Regions from separate parts of the Urocitellus parryii genome. Here region 1 is linked to region 2. Evidence: chromatin contacts called from public Hi-C data. All regions are on one chromosome and are shown on one strand. Each heading gives the region's core, a stretch centred on a gene start, on an enhancer-like site or on the middle of the called end of the contact. The rest is flanking DNA. Distances are from core to core; before and after follow the strand shown. Region 1 holds the start of Dcaf16 (DDB1 and CUL4 associated factor 16). Region 2 holds the start of Lcorl (ligand dependent nuclear receptor corepressor like).

Evidence for each region. A called contact is a pair of places that touch in the nucleus more often than the background predicts.
Region 1: a Hi-C map of muscle shows a contact between it and region 2, with 5 times the contacts expected there. The contact joins the promoter of Dcaf16 here to the promoter of Lcorl in region 2. A contact is called at or near these places in 2 of 2 Hi-C or Micro-C datasets (liver and muscle).

The regions. Positions count from the first base shown.
Region 1 is chr10:132,709,507-132,717,107 of mUroPar1.hap1, reverse strand. It overlaps Dcaf16 (DDB1 and CUL4 associated factor 16), which reads right to left and starts at 4,796. Exons shown (of 3, transcript XM_026403548.2): 1 at 4,641-4,796. It overlaps Ncapg (non-SMC condensin I complex subunit G), which reads left to right. Exons shown (of 21, transcript XM_026403497.2): 2 at 6,102-6,305; 3 at 6,719-6,947. The coding sequence starts at 6,102.
Region 2 is chr10:132,528,290-132,535,942 of mUroPar1.hap1, reverse strand. It overlaps Lcorl (ligand dependent nuclear receptor corepressor like), which reads right to left and starts at 3,368. Exons shown (of 3, transcript XM_077803431.1): 1 at 3,212-3,368. The coding sequence starts at 3,368.

The DNA of each region.
Region 1 (7,601 bases), core at 3,547-6,046, 180 kb before region 2:
GTTTTATTCTTGAGAGAGAAAAACCCCCAAGTTGTATTTTGGTGATTTAGTAATACAGTATACAAGAAACAAACCTAAAGAGCAAGATCAACAAATATGATGCTACTACAGCAAAACAAAGGCAACTCCTTATAACTTTAAGAAACATGAATATAAATACTTTTTTTTGGGGGGGGAGGTAATGGGAATTGATCCCAGGTGTGCTTAACTACTGAGCCACATCCCCAGCACATTTTAGTTTTTATTTTCAGACAGGATCTCACCAAGTTGCTTAGACTGGCTTTGAACTTGTGATCCTCCTGCCTCAGTTTCCTGGGTCACTGGGTATAAAAACCTTTTAAATCTATGTATTATTACCTAGTTCAATCTGAAATGAATATTAACATCTGTCACATACTGTTGTCTTAACTTTATTGAGACTAGAGAAGGGTTTTAATTGTTCTTTGTGCTTTTATTTTTACTGTTTTCATTTCAAGCAGATTGCATCTATAAAATTATTTGGGTACACTTCAGTTATTACTCAAAACATTCTAAAAAATGGGTTACTCCACTTTTGAAATCAGCAAAAAGGCAGAAAAAGTCTATGTGAAGGCATACCTAAATCCTAGACCTAACAAGGAACCCATTACTGTTATCCTTAACAGTCCATGTACAAAATTTTTCCACATTGTTTATTCTATGCCATTATATGTTCAATGTATGTAACCTGCTTTTCAGTTTTCCTAGGGCTCATGCTGAGAGTTTGTCTTGAGTTTCAGAGACGACTTTGGACTTAGACTTTTGGGAAATGGTGGAATCGTTAAGATTCTTTTCTTTTTTTTTTTTCTCCTTCTTTTGTTATCTGATTCAACTCAGGGGCATCTGACTACTGAGCCACATCCCCAGCCCTATTTTGTATTTTATTTAGAGAGAAGGTCTCACTGAGTTGCTTAGCACCTTGCTTTTGCTGGGTTTGGCTTTGAACTCACAATCCTTCTGTCTCAGCCTCCCAAGCCACTGGGATTACAGGTTTGCACCATAATGCATGGCTGATCCTTAAGCCTTAAAAAATAGACTATAAACACATTTTGCACTGAGATGTGCATGAGCTTCTAGGGGCCAGGGGCAGAATGTTATGTTTGATTCAAAGTATTCCCCCAAAAGCTCATGTGTGAGACAATGCAAGAAAATTTAGAGACGAAATGATTGGGTTATAAGAGCTTTAACATAACCAGTGCATTAACCCACTGATATCAATAATTGTAGAAAGGTAGGGAAGGTATGGCTGGAGGAGGTGGTTCACTAGGGGCATGCCTTGGGGATTTATAATTTTGTCCCCGGTGAGCTGAGATCTGTGCTTTCTGATCACCATTTCCTAAGCTGCTTTCCTCTGTCACGCCATTCTGCCTTGATGTGCTGCTTCACCTTGGGCCCAGAGCTATGGAGTCAGCTGCCTATGGACTGAGACCTCTGAAACCTTGAGTGCAAACTAAACTTTTCCTCTTTTCAAACTATTCTTGTCAGGTCTTTTGGTTATGGTGACGATAGAGCTGACTAAAACACATATCAAAACTGAATGTACTCTAACATTGCTGGTGGGACTGCAAATTAGTTCAGCCAATTTGGAAAGCAGTATGGAGATTCCTTGGAAAGCTGGGAATGGAACCACCATTTGACCCAGCTATTCCCCTTCTCGGACTATACCCAAAAGACCTAAAAAGAGCATACAACAGGGACACAGCTACATCAATGTTCACAGCAGCACAATTCACAATAGCTAGACTGTGGAACCAACCCAGATGCCCTTCAATAGATGAATCGATAAAAAAAAATGTAGCATTTATACACAATGGAATATTACTCAGCACTAAAAAACAACAAAATCATGGTATTTGCAGGGAAATGGATGACATTAGAGCAGATTATGCTAAGTGAAGGTAGCCAATTCCTAAAAAACAAATGCAGAATGTCTTCTTTGATATAAGGGGGGCGATTCAAAACAGAGCAGGGAGGAAGAGCATGAAAAGAAGATTACCATTAAATAGGGGCGAGAGGTGCATGGGAATGGGAGAGAGAAGGGGAATTGCACAGAAGATGGTAGCAGACCCTCATTGTTATGCAAAATTACATATAAGATGGTGTGAGGGGGAAGAAAAAAGAGAGAAATGTGTCACAGTAGATTGGGTAGAAAGAGGGGAGGGGAAGGGAGGGGGGATAGGATGGGCAGCACAATACAATAGACACTAGTATGACCCTATGTATAAACGTGGCTGTATAACCAATATGATCCTGCAATCTGTACACGTGGAAAAATAAGATTAAGATTACGTACCCCATTTGAATCAAATGTATGATGTCAAGATCATTGTAATGTTTTGAGCAACTAATAAAAAAATAAAAAAAAAACGGAATGTACTTTATACATTTCCACGTACAATTTACCTTTAAAGAAATATTGGTAATTGATACCTTTAATACACATCTTTTCTTAGTGTTTGTTATTTTTTTAGTCAAACTAACTTTACCAAGGACAGGAAGAAATTCCCATAGTTGTTATTATTTGTTCTCTTCCACAGCACTAAAAACAAGGCAAAACCCATGTAAACTTTAGAGTGGTAAGACTGTGATGTTTAAATTTAATCTAGCATCTTTAAAAAATTTTCAGATTATAATTTTCAAAAAATACTGAACAAAAGCATGGCACTAATCATAAAAAAAAAAAAAAATGAAAACAGGCTGACCTCTGGTGGCCAGATGCCTCATCCTTTAGTAACTAACAAAACATTATGAAGTCTCTCATTGATGGTGAGATAGTCAAATAAAATGTACTACATAATACAATTAGAAACTTTACAAAATAACAAAGGTAGCAAGCACCCAAACACAAAGAGAGGGGTACAATTAAAGTCATCAAAATAAGTAAAATGTCACCAAATATTAGTTTGTTCTAATGGTTTATCAGTTAATGTTACATTAAAAAAAATGGTATATGAACTAGTTCCCCTAAAGTAAAGGAAGAGTTCTGTGCAGTTCACTACTGTAGCCACTAGCCCTGTACCACTAGCTCCATGGGCCTACTCAGTGCCTGAAATGTGGTTACAGTAAAATAGTACCGAATTTCAAAGACTTAGAAAAAAATGTAAGTTATCTCAATCATTTATATTGATGACATGTTGTAATAAAATTGAGTATACCTGGTTAAAAAATTAATGCCTTTTCTAGGTTTCTTTTACCACAGCTTTCTAAGTATTCTGCCTTTTAGTTATAGTGAGATTATCTATGCTCTCCTTATAATCTGTGCATTTTTAGGCCTCTATGCTTTTACTCTGATTAATTTGAATACCTCTCTTTTCTTTAAATTTAGACATCATGTTAATTTCAAAATTACAGGCAACTCACTTAACTAGCACTTGAATACTGAAAGTTTCAGGAATTAGGGACATGAAGCAGAGGAACATTATTCTTTGGCAGATGGTCTGTGCCTTGGCTTCATCATCTTAAAGGAGACTGAAATTACCTTACAGGGGTTTTTGTAATGATTTAATGTTCTCTGGCACATTGTTACTATTAACATTATCAATATGAATAAACTTAAAAATCATATTGACTGCAAAAGCCAGTTATTCGTATAACATTTAAAACATCCAAATCACTACAGTCTATTCATTCAGCGATATTTATTCATATGGTTAATATATAAAAATTTGCATGATCAAAATTAACAGTAAATTTTAAAATATCTGTTATTTCAGGAAAGGTTAATTCAAAAGTTGTACAGGCAACTTTGTTGTAACTTTCTATTTCTTCACCTGGCAGTGGTTACTGAGGTGTAGGGGAGAAATGTTTCTTTCCGTCCTAGGTTCTTTGGTTGGATTAGGAACTGATAAAAAGACATTAACAACAACAAAAGCACATTTAATAACGTACACAGGCACAGAAGACTCACAAGACACTGAGACTAGAAGGGTCAGATGACTGAGGCATCCTGAACTACAGAAGGAAGAGGGGCTTGGGGTTTTTAGGAAAGCAGGTGGTGCCATAGTTAAGGAAAGATGCGGAGAGGTTATGTATGGGGATGCTTTACAAAGACAGTTTTAAGAACTAATCCTGATTTGCGGTTTCTCAGAATATAACAGCCAGAAATACGCCAAGTAAGCACTCTCTAGTGACATATTTTGGAGGGGTATGTCCTGAGCCTCAACAGAGGTATTCCTTTTTATTGGAGATCATTTCATTAAAAAAAAAAAAAAAAAAGGTTTAAAGACTTCATTCTCTTAACCACGACCCCGAAGACCTCTCTCCCTGCGATCTCCTTTGTTTACTACACCGAGCTCCCGCAGGTTTGTGAAGGACGCCGGAAAAGCTCGCACGCCCGGAGCCAGCGGCAGCTCGACTACACCGGGCTGCTCCTCCTCACAGGTCCCGCCTCCATTCGCCGTGGCAAGTGCCAGGCACCCTAGGCCAGGACAGAGGGCGGGACAAGGGCCGCAGGGTGTCGGGATCCGGGGAACTCGGGACGGCTGGCTTCTCGGAGAGCGCCGGCCGCGCCCCGGCTTCGCCAACGCCCGGTCCCTCCTCCACCTCCACACGCATCCCTCCTCGGGTTCCCTGCCCCGCCGCAGGAGCGGAGACGGTTCCCTCGGCTGACTCCCTGTTCTCACCGTGGAGGATCCTTTCTGCTTTCTCGCCTCACGCCCAGCCACGCGAGTCCGCTAACGCGTAGCGCCACCAGCCCTGTCCCGAACGTCGCACCAAGTCTCCGCTTGACATCCCTGACGGCACCACTTCCGGTCGAACCAACGCCTCCTGTCCTTAGAAACGCCACTTCCTACCGGGAAAAACGGGGGGCGCGGGGGCGGGGAAACACACCCTAGGCGCATGCGCCCAAGTCGCGGGGCTCTTAGTGGATGGACTCCTTTCTTCCCGCTCAAGCATCCTAAGCCCTCGCGGCGTTCTCGCGATGTTTCAATCTCCCGCGGGAGTTATTTGAACGCTCTGGCGGTAACCACGCCCTGGACGCTCAGAGGCCGGCCTACGGGAGTCAGTGGAGACTAGACTGCTGGGTTTCGGAGCCCACGGCGGTCATCTAGGCGCTATGGGAGCGGAGAAGAGGCTGCTGCCGATTAAGGAAGCCTTTCGGCTGGCACAGCAGCCTCACCAGAACCAGGCGAAACTGGTGGTGGCTCTGAGTCGCACCTACGGCACGGTAAGCTGTTCTGCCAGCGGCCCGCGTCTGAGCGCCGCGCCCCACCTTCCTCCGCCCAGCCTCCCCGAGGGCCTTCTGTCGCTCTGCGGACTTGATGCATCTTGCCTCCACCCCTATTCGCTGTCGTGACCCGCGGCTTACAGTGATCAGGCCACTTGCCCGAGTCGCCGGGGGCGCTGTCCACCCGGGGACCCGCCCTGGCTTTTCTGCACTGACCCTTCCCTCCTCTCCTGCGATCTCCGGGACGGTTTGGGCCATTAATCCTGAGCCTGCAGTGAACCTGGAAGGCGCCGAGGCACCGAGCGTCAGTGGGCTCGGTGGCTCTGCCGTCGTTTCGCAGAAAAGCCCCAACCTCCTGCCACCGCCAAGCTGGAACCAGTCGTCAAATGCCCATTAGACATCGGAACTTAGCCCTTCCCTTACTATGTGTCTTGAGTGGAGCCTAGGGAGCAAAGGGACAATGATTTTGGGGAAGAGAAGGTATCTTGATATCAAAGAAAAATTGTAAGGAAGTATAATAGGGCTTTAAGTAGGAGATGGGATAGAATGTGAAAGTTTTACCAAGGGAAATTTCCAGGTGATAGAAAGGGCTAAATATGTAGTGTTGGTTGTGAGTTCATGAAAAAGCAGGTTTATACTCCAGTGACACTAAATGCGTAATGAAAATTTTAAATTTAAAGAAAATATAAGAATTCTTTAACTGCCAAAAGTCACTCTGGTGTACACTCTGAGAGGTGCAAATTATAGTTTAGAGAGAAATTGGTGCAGACTTACTTCTTTGTTTTTGCTGTTTTGGATAACTGAGCTTACCAATGATTTTAGTTTGTGTTTTGGCTAGTGCTCTCAGTATTAGGGTCATGTTGGGTTAAAGGATCTTAATCAGTGCAGTTTATGAGGGGTTTCTTTTGTTTTTCAGATGGATGATAAAGCAGTTTTTCATGAGGAGTTTGTTCATTACCTTAAATATGCTATGGTGGTTTATAAACGGGAACCAGCCGTGGAGAGGGTAATAGAATTCGCGGCAAAATTTGTTACTTCATTTCACCAGTCCAATTTGGAAGATGATGAGGAAGAGGAAGATGGTGGCATTTTAAATTATTTGTTTACTTTTCTCTTAAAGGTACTTATGAAAACTAGCACCTTGGGGAAGTAATGTAGAAACTTTTACTTTAAATTTTGTATATGTCAGGACAATATCTGGTGATTGAGAAAATATCTGTGAATGAGTAACTCTGGTTAACAGTAAAAGGTGGGCTTTACAAATAACTTCAGCATCAAGTGTTTGATGATCTCTTTCAATCAGTTCTCACTTGTTTTCAGTGAGTTTTCTATTTTACAAGTTCTTACAAATAATTTGTAATTTAGTAAATACTTTTTTTTCAAACTGTCAAACTGAATAAAAAGTATCTTTATATAGTTATATATAAATGCCTTCATAGTTTATTAGCAAATAATGAATTACTGTTGTCACTTCAGGTGGCATTGAATATTTAGGAATGGTATGTTGACTAGGAATATTGGTTTTTATTTTAGTCTCATGAAGCAAACAGCAGTGCAGTCAGATTTAGAGTATGCCAGCTCATAAATAAGCTTTTGGGAAGTATGCCAGAAAATGCCCAGATTGATGATGATTTGTTTGATAAAATTAATGAAGCCATGCTTATTAGATTAAAAGATAAAATTCCAAATGTGAGAATACAAGCAGTCCTGGCTCTTTCACGACTTCAGGATCCCAAGGATGATGAATGTCCAGTGGTTAAAGGTATGTGTGACCTCCTAAATCTTTTCAGTTTTTATTGATTTTGTTAATTTTTCAGCAATTGTAATTTTTTTTTTAATTTTGAACTACATATATATGTATATGTAACACACACACACACACACACACACACACACACACACACACAGAAGAGTAGAACACCCAAGTAGCAACCACTACTTAAAAAAATGTATTTAAAAAAATAGAACATGGGCTGGGGTTGTGGCTCAGTGGTAGAGTACTTGCCTCGCATGTGTGAGGCACTGTGTTTGATTCTCAGCACCACATATAAATAAAATAAAATAAAATAAAGGACTATTGAAAACTAAAAAAATATTTAAAAAAAGAACATTATCAGTGTCTTTGAAGTCGGCCTGTCTGTATCTCACAATTGTATACCTGTCCCTGAGAAGTAATTATTATTATTGCTTTTTTGAAAAAAAAACTTAATTTTTAGTTGAAAAACATAATCATATGTGGCTCTTGTAAAGTTTTGTCTATCATTTTGTGTGAACTATACTATATTTTTCTTTCAAAATTATTTTTAATTTTAGTGTTTATATGTGATACTTTTTTAATGTATTATATAGCATTCTGTTGTTTGGAGTTAATAGTTTATTATTTCTAATCTTAATGTATTTTTTAATTGTTTCCAAT
Region 2 (7,653 bases), core at 2,119-4,618:
TTCCAAATCAGATATTTTAATAACTCTACCAAAGTCTGGATGTTTTTAAATGTACTAATACATTTATTTTATTCTAGACTTAACTCTGTTAATTTTGACTCATCAGATAGTCATTTACATATTCCATAAGATTCAGGACTATGTCTATTATTGCTCATTATCATTCAAAGTACTATTTACTACATCCAATAAGCATGCAAACGTTTTTTAAAGTGAGCACACTCACATACTACATGATGCTTATAAACAAAGCATTAAATTATATAAAGCTCCACATTGAAAACAGAACCATTATTTGGGACAAAGAGGGACAACTCTCCATTTTTTTAAATAAAAACCAGGAATGAATCAAAAGAGTGGTCAAAAATCTAAATTAAAGAGATAAATTCCACAATTAGAAGAAGGTAAATACTTCTTTTTTATAATGGGAGTCAAGCATTTTACCTTTACAATTAACTATAAGCAGTCACTGACAACTACAATAACTTGCTTCTTTATAAATTTTTACTATATTAATAAAATTGAATCAATTACCTTAAAAGAGTAGTCAAGGTAAGTGCTGAGATTCAAAACTTCTCTAGGAGTTCACTAAGTTGCTGTATAACCCTGAGAAGCAGCCTAACAATTTCTTATCTTACAAGTAAAACTTCTGGATCATTTCCCCCCCCCCAAAGGCAAAAAGGGTGTTATGTTATAAAAATAATTTCAAGCAGTAATAGCAATGACTATTAAATATAGAAATATAAAGTCAAACATGCAAAAAAAATTTGGCTTTTTGTAAATATGTTTACAAAGTAATGAATGTAAGCATATTAACAGCAAAAGTTGACTCAAAATAATTACACAAACTACTTTTAGATCATAAATAAGTATGACAGAACACATACACACAGACACAGACACACACACACACACACACACACACACACCCAATCAACAAGTACATACCATGTTTAAAATGGTTCTATTGTTTATTTAAAAATAATGGTGACAAAAACCAAGTATGAGATAGGTCTCCTGACTAGAACTGGGACTATAAGAAACAATACAATTCTCAAATATAGGTAGAACCCAGGAAAAAAATTCTTTTCATGTACAATTATGTGTTACATTAAAAGAGTAGCATAGATTGTCCGTTAGATATACAATATTAACTCAATTTTCAGTGTTTTCCAATATTACTTGAGTATTGAAGCAGGTAAGTCAGAAATACAATTGAATTCCCTTTTCCATCAAATCCGGTTAATTTTGTGTCTCATTAAAATTTGATTTTTTTCAAAGGTACAAGTAGTTTTGCGATGCAAAGTCGCATCTGGATAAGCAAGAGAAAAACATACTCCCAAAATATTCTAAAATAAAAACTGACCAAAGACAACCTTAAATCACTGTATCCCTTGGCAAAACGTAACATAGTATCGGCATGAGCCAGTATTACAATGCTGTCATCCTACCTGATTCTATCTTAATAAACTCAACAATTTCTATGCAGTTTTTTTCCAGCAGAAAAGATCTTCACATATGTAATAATAAAGATAGGTACATTTTGTATTCAAAAAGAACAAATACCAACACACTTGGTATAAAGAATTCCCAGAGGTTTTTTTAGACTGAAATCACTTATGAACACTTGACTAAAGCTTTTTCCCTTAACTTCCTCAGATAACACCAAAACATATTTTATATAGATAAAATAAAACAGTACAGGTCTTAAACAGCACTTAAACGCCCCTCATCGGAGCAGTCTTCCTTCACGTACGTTTTCCTACAGGCATCCCATTCTGCAGGGCACCTTTAGGAATGAAGTTGTCACTGGTGTAACCTAGGAGGACCTCCGCCCCACCAGTGAAAGCAGGAGAGATCTTAAGGAGCTAACCAAACAAACCTAGGGAGTGGGGAAGGGGAAGGGGCGCGAGGTGGCGCAAGAACAGATGAAAACAAGGTGAGACAGTTGTTTCCTTAAGGCACTAAGGTCACTCCCCAACTCCCAATGCCAATATTTACTGGCCAGCAGAAAAAGCGGAGCCATCGCCCACCGCTGACACAACGCAACCTTCCTTCCCACTCTCGGCACCCAGTCCCACCCACACCCCCGATACACAAACCCGCGCGGCTCGCCCGGCCCGACCGCTCCGGCCCCTCCACGCCCACCCATCAGCCTGCCCACCAGCTCCAGGCGCAAGTCTCACGCGGGCAAAAAAAGGCTGCTGCAAGGTGGGGAGTCCCGCCATCTCCCGCCACCCCGAGCAACCCACAGAATGAGAGCTCCTAGTCCAGAAGTTTGGAGCAAAGGAGTCGGACCCCCTCCCCCGGGAAGGCAGCCTTGCAGCTGAACCGGGCTGCGAGCCGGGGAGGGCGACGCGAGTGTGTGTGCAGGGAGAGTCCATCACATGACAGTGAAAGGACAGGAGTCGTCGGGGCGTCCGCGCGGAGGGGTGAGTGGGGGGGGGGAAGAGGGTGCCGTTGCCGTGGCAACACCCCCCCCTGGCCGTCCAGACTTCCAAAGAGGGAGGAAGAACTTCAAATCCCAACCGTCAGCGCTCGAGCGGCTCCTTCTTAAAGGGGTACACACAGAGCCGCCGCCGCCACCGCCGAGCGCGAGAGGGCAGAGTTGGACGCCCCCCGCCCCTCGGGCGGCGCCCCCCGCCCTCGCCCCCCGCCGGCCCACCCGCGGCCCCGGCCCCGCGAGCGCCCCGGGGACCCCCGGGTCCGGATCCCCGGGAACTCGGCCGTGTCCGCCAGCCCGGCCCCCGGCGACGAGAAGGGGGTGTGTGTGCGCTCGGCGGGGGCGCGGACCAGCCCGCCTTCCTCCCGCTGCCCTGCCCGCCGGCTCCCTTCGGCCAGGGCGCCGACCAGCCCGGCCGCTTCCCCCTCCTGTCAGCAAGGACCGCTGGCGGCGATACGGGCACGGAGGAGTTTCGGCAAGAGCGCGAGCGAGTGGCTTCCTCCGGGCTCGGCGAGCGGGTCCGAACTAACAGTTCCCTGGGAGCCCAGGAGCCGAGAAGGCAGGCGACCGAGCGCGGACCGCGCCGGGCGAGGAGCCCCCGAGACAAAAGGCGAGCGCCGGGGCCGCCGCGCCGCCGCCGCTCCCATCTCTCTCCCCATTGAACTGACCCGAACCGGAGATTCAACTAAACCCCTCAGCCACAAACTCCTCGGGCTGCGGCAGCAGCCGCCGCACGGAGCCCGGGGCCCCGACCCGTGTCTCTCTTACCTACACAGTGCATGAGGCGGTGGCGCCAAGAGTCGAGTTCCCGCCGGAATCCTCTCCTCTCCGCCGCGCACCGAGGGCTCCGGCACTGAGCGGCGGCGGCGGCGGCGGCGGCAGCAGCGGCGGCGGCAGCGGCCATTCTCTCTCTTCCCTTGTCCATCTGCGTCCCGCGTCACGCGCCCTCATTTACATACGAGCGGCGCAGGCACGAGGCAGGGGCGCGAGCCCTCGGCGCGAGCCCCGGAGCGCGCGCCCCCCGGAGGGGGTTGATTGACACGTGTCACTACCTTCCCTCTGCCCTTCCCTCCCCCTCCCACCGCTCCCTCAGGGAGAGGCGGGGAGGGAGCCAGAGGAGAAGGAAGCAACCTGCCGCTTCCGCTGACCCCGCCCCCCCATCCACTCCTCTCTCCCCTCCTCCCCCGGAGTTTACTCAAGCAAGCCATGCCGCTCCCGCCGCCCGCGAAAACCCTGAGCGGGAGCGAGAGACCCGGAGCCGAGCCAGGAACCCGCGTGCTAAAGGAGCTGACTAGCAACGCCTCCTTTCTGCCTTGGCGCTGGCCGTTCGGAGACTTCACTTCCCAGGCTCCCTTGCGCCCTTGTCCCGAAGCGGAACTTGCGGCGTTGGCGCGGTGCAGGCTGGGCGTTGTAGTCTGGCCCAGATGAGCACCCACGGGTCCTCTAGCACGCTGTAGCTAGCCGAGTGGCCTTCGACTTCTTGGCGCAGGACCTAAGGTGGGCTTAAACTCCCACTCCCTACCCCCAGGACCTTACACTGCCGGCGTTGTCCAGACAGACGCGCTGCTTTAGCTTCCACAATGGAAGTGCAAAAATTGTTGGTTCTTGCAAGTGTGCTTTAAGTGTTGGAAACTTTGAGGGGTCACTGTCATCTTGTCACTACAGGGAAAGGGCAAGCCAACTATTCAGTTGCATCTGAAATAATTGCCAGACGTCCAGAGATGCCGCAGTGACTTCAGTTTCCAAGGCGAAGAGATCATTGCAAAGCGGAAATACTTGCTAGAATTAGGAAAAAGATGAAAGACTTTTCACCGAAAATTATTTAAGGGAGAGGACGTAGCTGGCTGAAAACTCCAGGAGGGAATTTTTTATGATCTGCAAAATATAAACTCCTGGAGGGAAACCACCCCCTGAGACTTCTGTGCCTTGGCATCTTTCATTCGCTCTACCCTAGTACAGTGCCAGGATGTGGCATGGGATTCAGCACTTTAAATTTGTTATGGAGTGAATTCTGCACTATGCTAAAGAAAATAACTTATTCTGAGAGAAAGAAATTTTTTGGTTAAATTTAGACTTCAATTAGATTTTTACTTTTGCACCAGAGCAAGCCTGCATTTATTTCTTGTATAGTTGCAGAGGGCCAAACCCAGGCTAAGCCACCCAAAGTTTACTAAGAAGTGTATTACTGGGAATTTATGCACAAGTGCACAAGTCTATGGGAAATATGTTTCTGAGTTCTGTATCACCCTCCTTGTATGGCTTATCTTCATCTACCTTTCTTACCCACTCCACGCGAAGAAGTATTGTTCATCATTACCTCAGTAGTGAAGATGTGATTACACCTTCATAAAAGTTTTTTGTTTTTTTTTTAAAACAGTGACGTTGGAAATCTTACAAACACCTTTCCTAGAACAGTCACATTTGAGACAGGTGAAATCACTAGTGAAAGTGCTTTTGAAATTATAAATGAATGGTTTCAGTTACCACTTCTACACATAAATTGCTAAGATGATTAGACTTTGTAGGTTTCCTGATGGCTTCTGTAGTAGTCTTCATTAGTTAGGATGGAACACTTTGGTGCAGTCACAAAGGATCCAAAAATCTTAGTGCCTTAAAACAAACAAAACAAAATTTAATCTACATGTTCTTCTTCAGGGGTGAGGGACCTTCATTCCAGGTGGTTCTCACCAAGCAACTAGATGTTTAGGGAGGCTGGAAAGACTGGAACTTTCTTCCATGTTTGATAAACAAAAGGAAGATGAGGAATGGCAAACTAGTTCTTCCTAAAAGTACTAGGAGTCTGTTCCACTCATATTTCACTGACCAAAGCAAATCATGTAGGTATCTCTATCTTCGAGGAGCAGGGGAGGTGCAATCCTATTTGCCCAGAAGAACGATAACTAGAATTTCTTAATGGAATAGCACCAAGGATATCACAATTCATCCTCTAGCCACTAATTTACAGTTAATTCTTTACACTACAAAATACATTCACTCCTATTACAAGTGAGACAATCTGAAAATTCTGTTCAGTAAAGCATTAATCTCGAAGTCCAGCATCTCTGTATTGCTTGGTAGGATATATTAACACTGGATAAAGCTTCTCTTGTTACATAAACCTAAAAAGGCACAGTATCTATCCTCCCCCAATTATAGTTTACACACACACAAACAAACACATTTAACAAATACTGGTGGGACGGGGACAAATTAACTATCTTAGTTCATTTTGTGCTGCTGTAACAGAATAACACAGACTACTTTATAAAAACAAATTTATCTCTCACTGTTCTGGAGGCTAGGAAATTTAAGACAATAATGTTGGCATCTAGCAAGAGCCTTCTTGCTGTGTCATCCTATGCAGAAGGGCAGAGGCAAGAGATTAAAAGGGTGAGCCAAACTCCCACTTTTCTAACAAACTCATTTTCAAGATAACAAAGTTAATCCATTCACTCTAACCTTTGAGACTCATTGCATCTTATTAGGTCCCATGTCCCAAAGCCATTGCATGAGAAAGTAAGGTTCCAACATATGCTTTGTGTGTGTGTGTGTGTGTGTGTGTGTGTGTGTGTGTGTGTGTGTTGTAGGGGGTGGGGCACCTTCAAACCATCATACATTGGAAACATTCATATTTAGGAGTGGAAATAATGGGAGCCATATATCAAATATTTAGCAAATAGTTTACCATCATTAACTAGCATGGATTGCCTTCTTTCCAACCTCTAACAAGACTCCTTGCCACTACCTATTGGGCCTATAAGATATAACTACATATTTTAATATTCTATCATAACTTTACCTTCTTCTGTGTATGAATTTCTACATTCTTCTGGGTATTAAATTCCTACCAATTTAGGCAGAATGGCCTACAATATGCTCCAGTAACACAAACTCAAAACCTTAGTGGCTTAATGCAAAGGTTTATTTCTTATAATAGGTCAGTGTGGAAGAAGATGGAGAGAACTTTTCCATGTCCATTCAGGATCCAGAACTTATGGAGCTCCACCATCTGAAAGTTCCCCTGTCACCATGAAAAGAGAACAATGATGTGGAATCATAGTCCAGCTCTTAAAGGCTTCTGATAGAAGTGATACATTTCAATGGATAAAGCAAATTATACACCCATGACTAATTTTGAGGAAACAATATATTAGATACCTTTGAGGGAATAACCAACCATCCCAAAACTTAATATCTAAAAAATCAGATGTTTATTTACCTTATGAGTCTATGGAATGATAATTTGTGCGACACTTGGTTGGCCCACTTAGGTGTGGGCAGTGACTTGTCAGCTAGGTAGCTCAGTATCTGGAAGTTAGTTGAGTTGATTGTCATGTGGGAAAACAGATCTCAGTATTCCTCGTCATCAAGGAACAAACAAACCAGGGCTTGGTTTATTTGCATGGTGGCACAGTCATAGGGTTCCACACAGCAGTGAGAGAGCAATCCCCAGCCTACAAGTGCTTTTCAAGTCTCAGCTTGGATCACATTTGCCCCAGTCATGACCAAACCCAGAGTCAATATGGATAAACAAAGTCTACCTCTTAGTAGAAGGATTTGCAAGTCACATTGTAAAAAGGCATGGATAGAGGGAATTACACAATTTTTGTGGCCAGTTTTTCAGTTTACCACATTTGGGGAAATGCAGTGTTACCATAATTCTCCAAAGGAAAGAGACATAGAAATATGGACAAATGAATTAATACAGAATTTCTGGAAGAATGGAAGAATTGAGGTCAGATACGACGAAGTGCATAAGATAGAGTTAACTTTGGAACTCAGTTTTACTTAGAAGAGCAAAAATTTTTGTGGCAAATATAACAAAGTATATTATAACTACCCAGCAAACATAGAAATAGAAGCTTAGCTGATAAAATTGTTGCATTTGAAGCTGGACCAGGCACCAACTTAGTGCCTACTTGTTGTTTATTGATTGGACAAATGTTTGAGATATCTATAAAGCCAAGGGTAGAAAGAAAGTCATATCAAAGATTGTCTCCTGTACTGAAAATGCAGTTATAAAGGATCTTAATAGAACAACAAATATATAATAAGAAAATGTTAATGTTGTTTGAAAAGGTATTTTTGTTCAATTATCAACTTCCTATACAAGTTGTATTAGTTATTTTTTGCAGTGTAACAAGCCAATTCATAACATAATGACTTAAAAGAACAACTTCTTGTTCTTTAGTCCACAGGTCAGATGAACT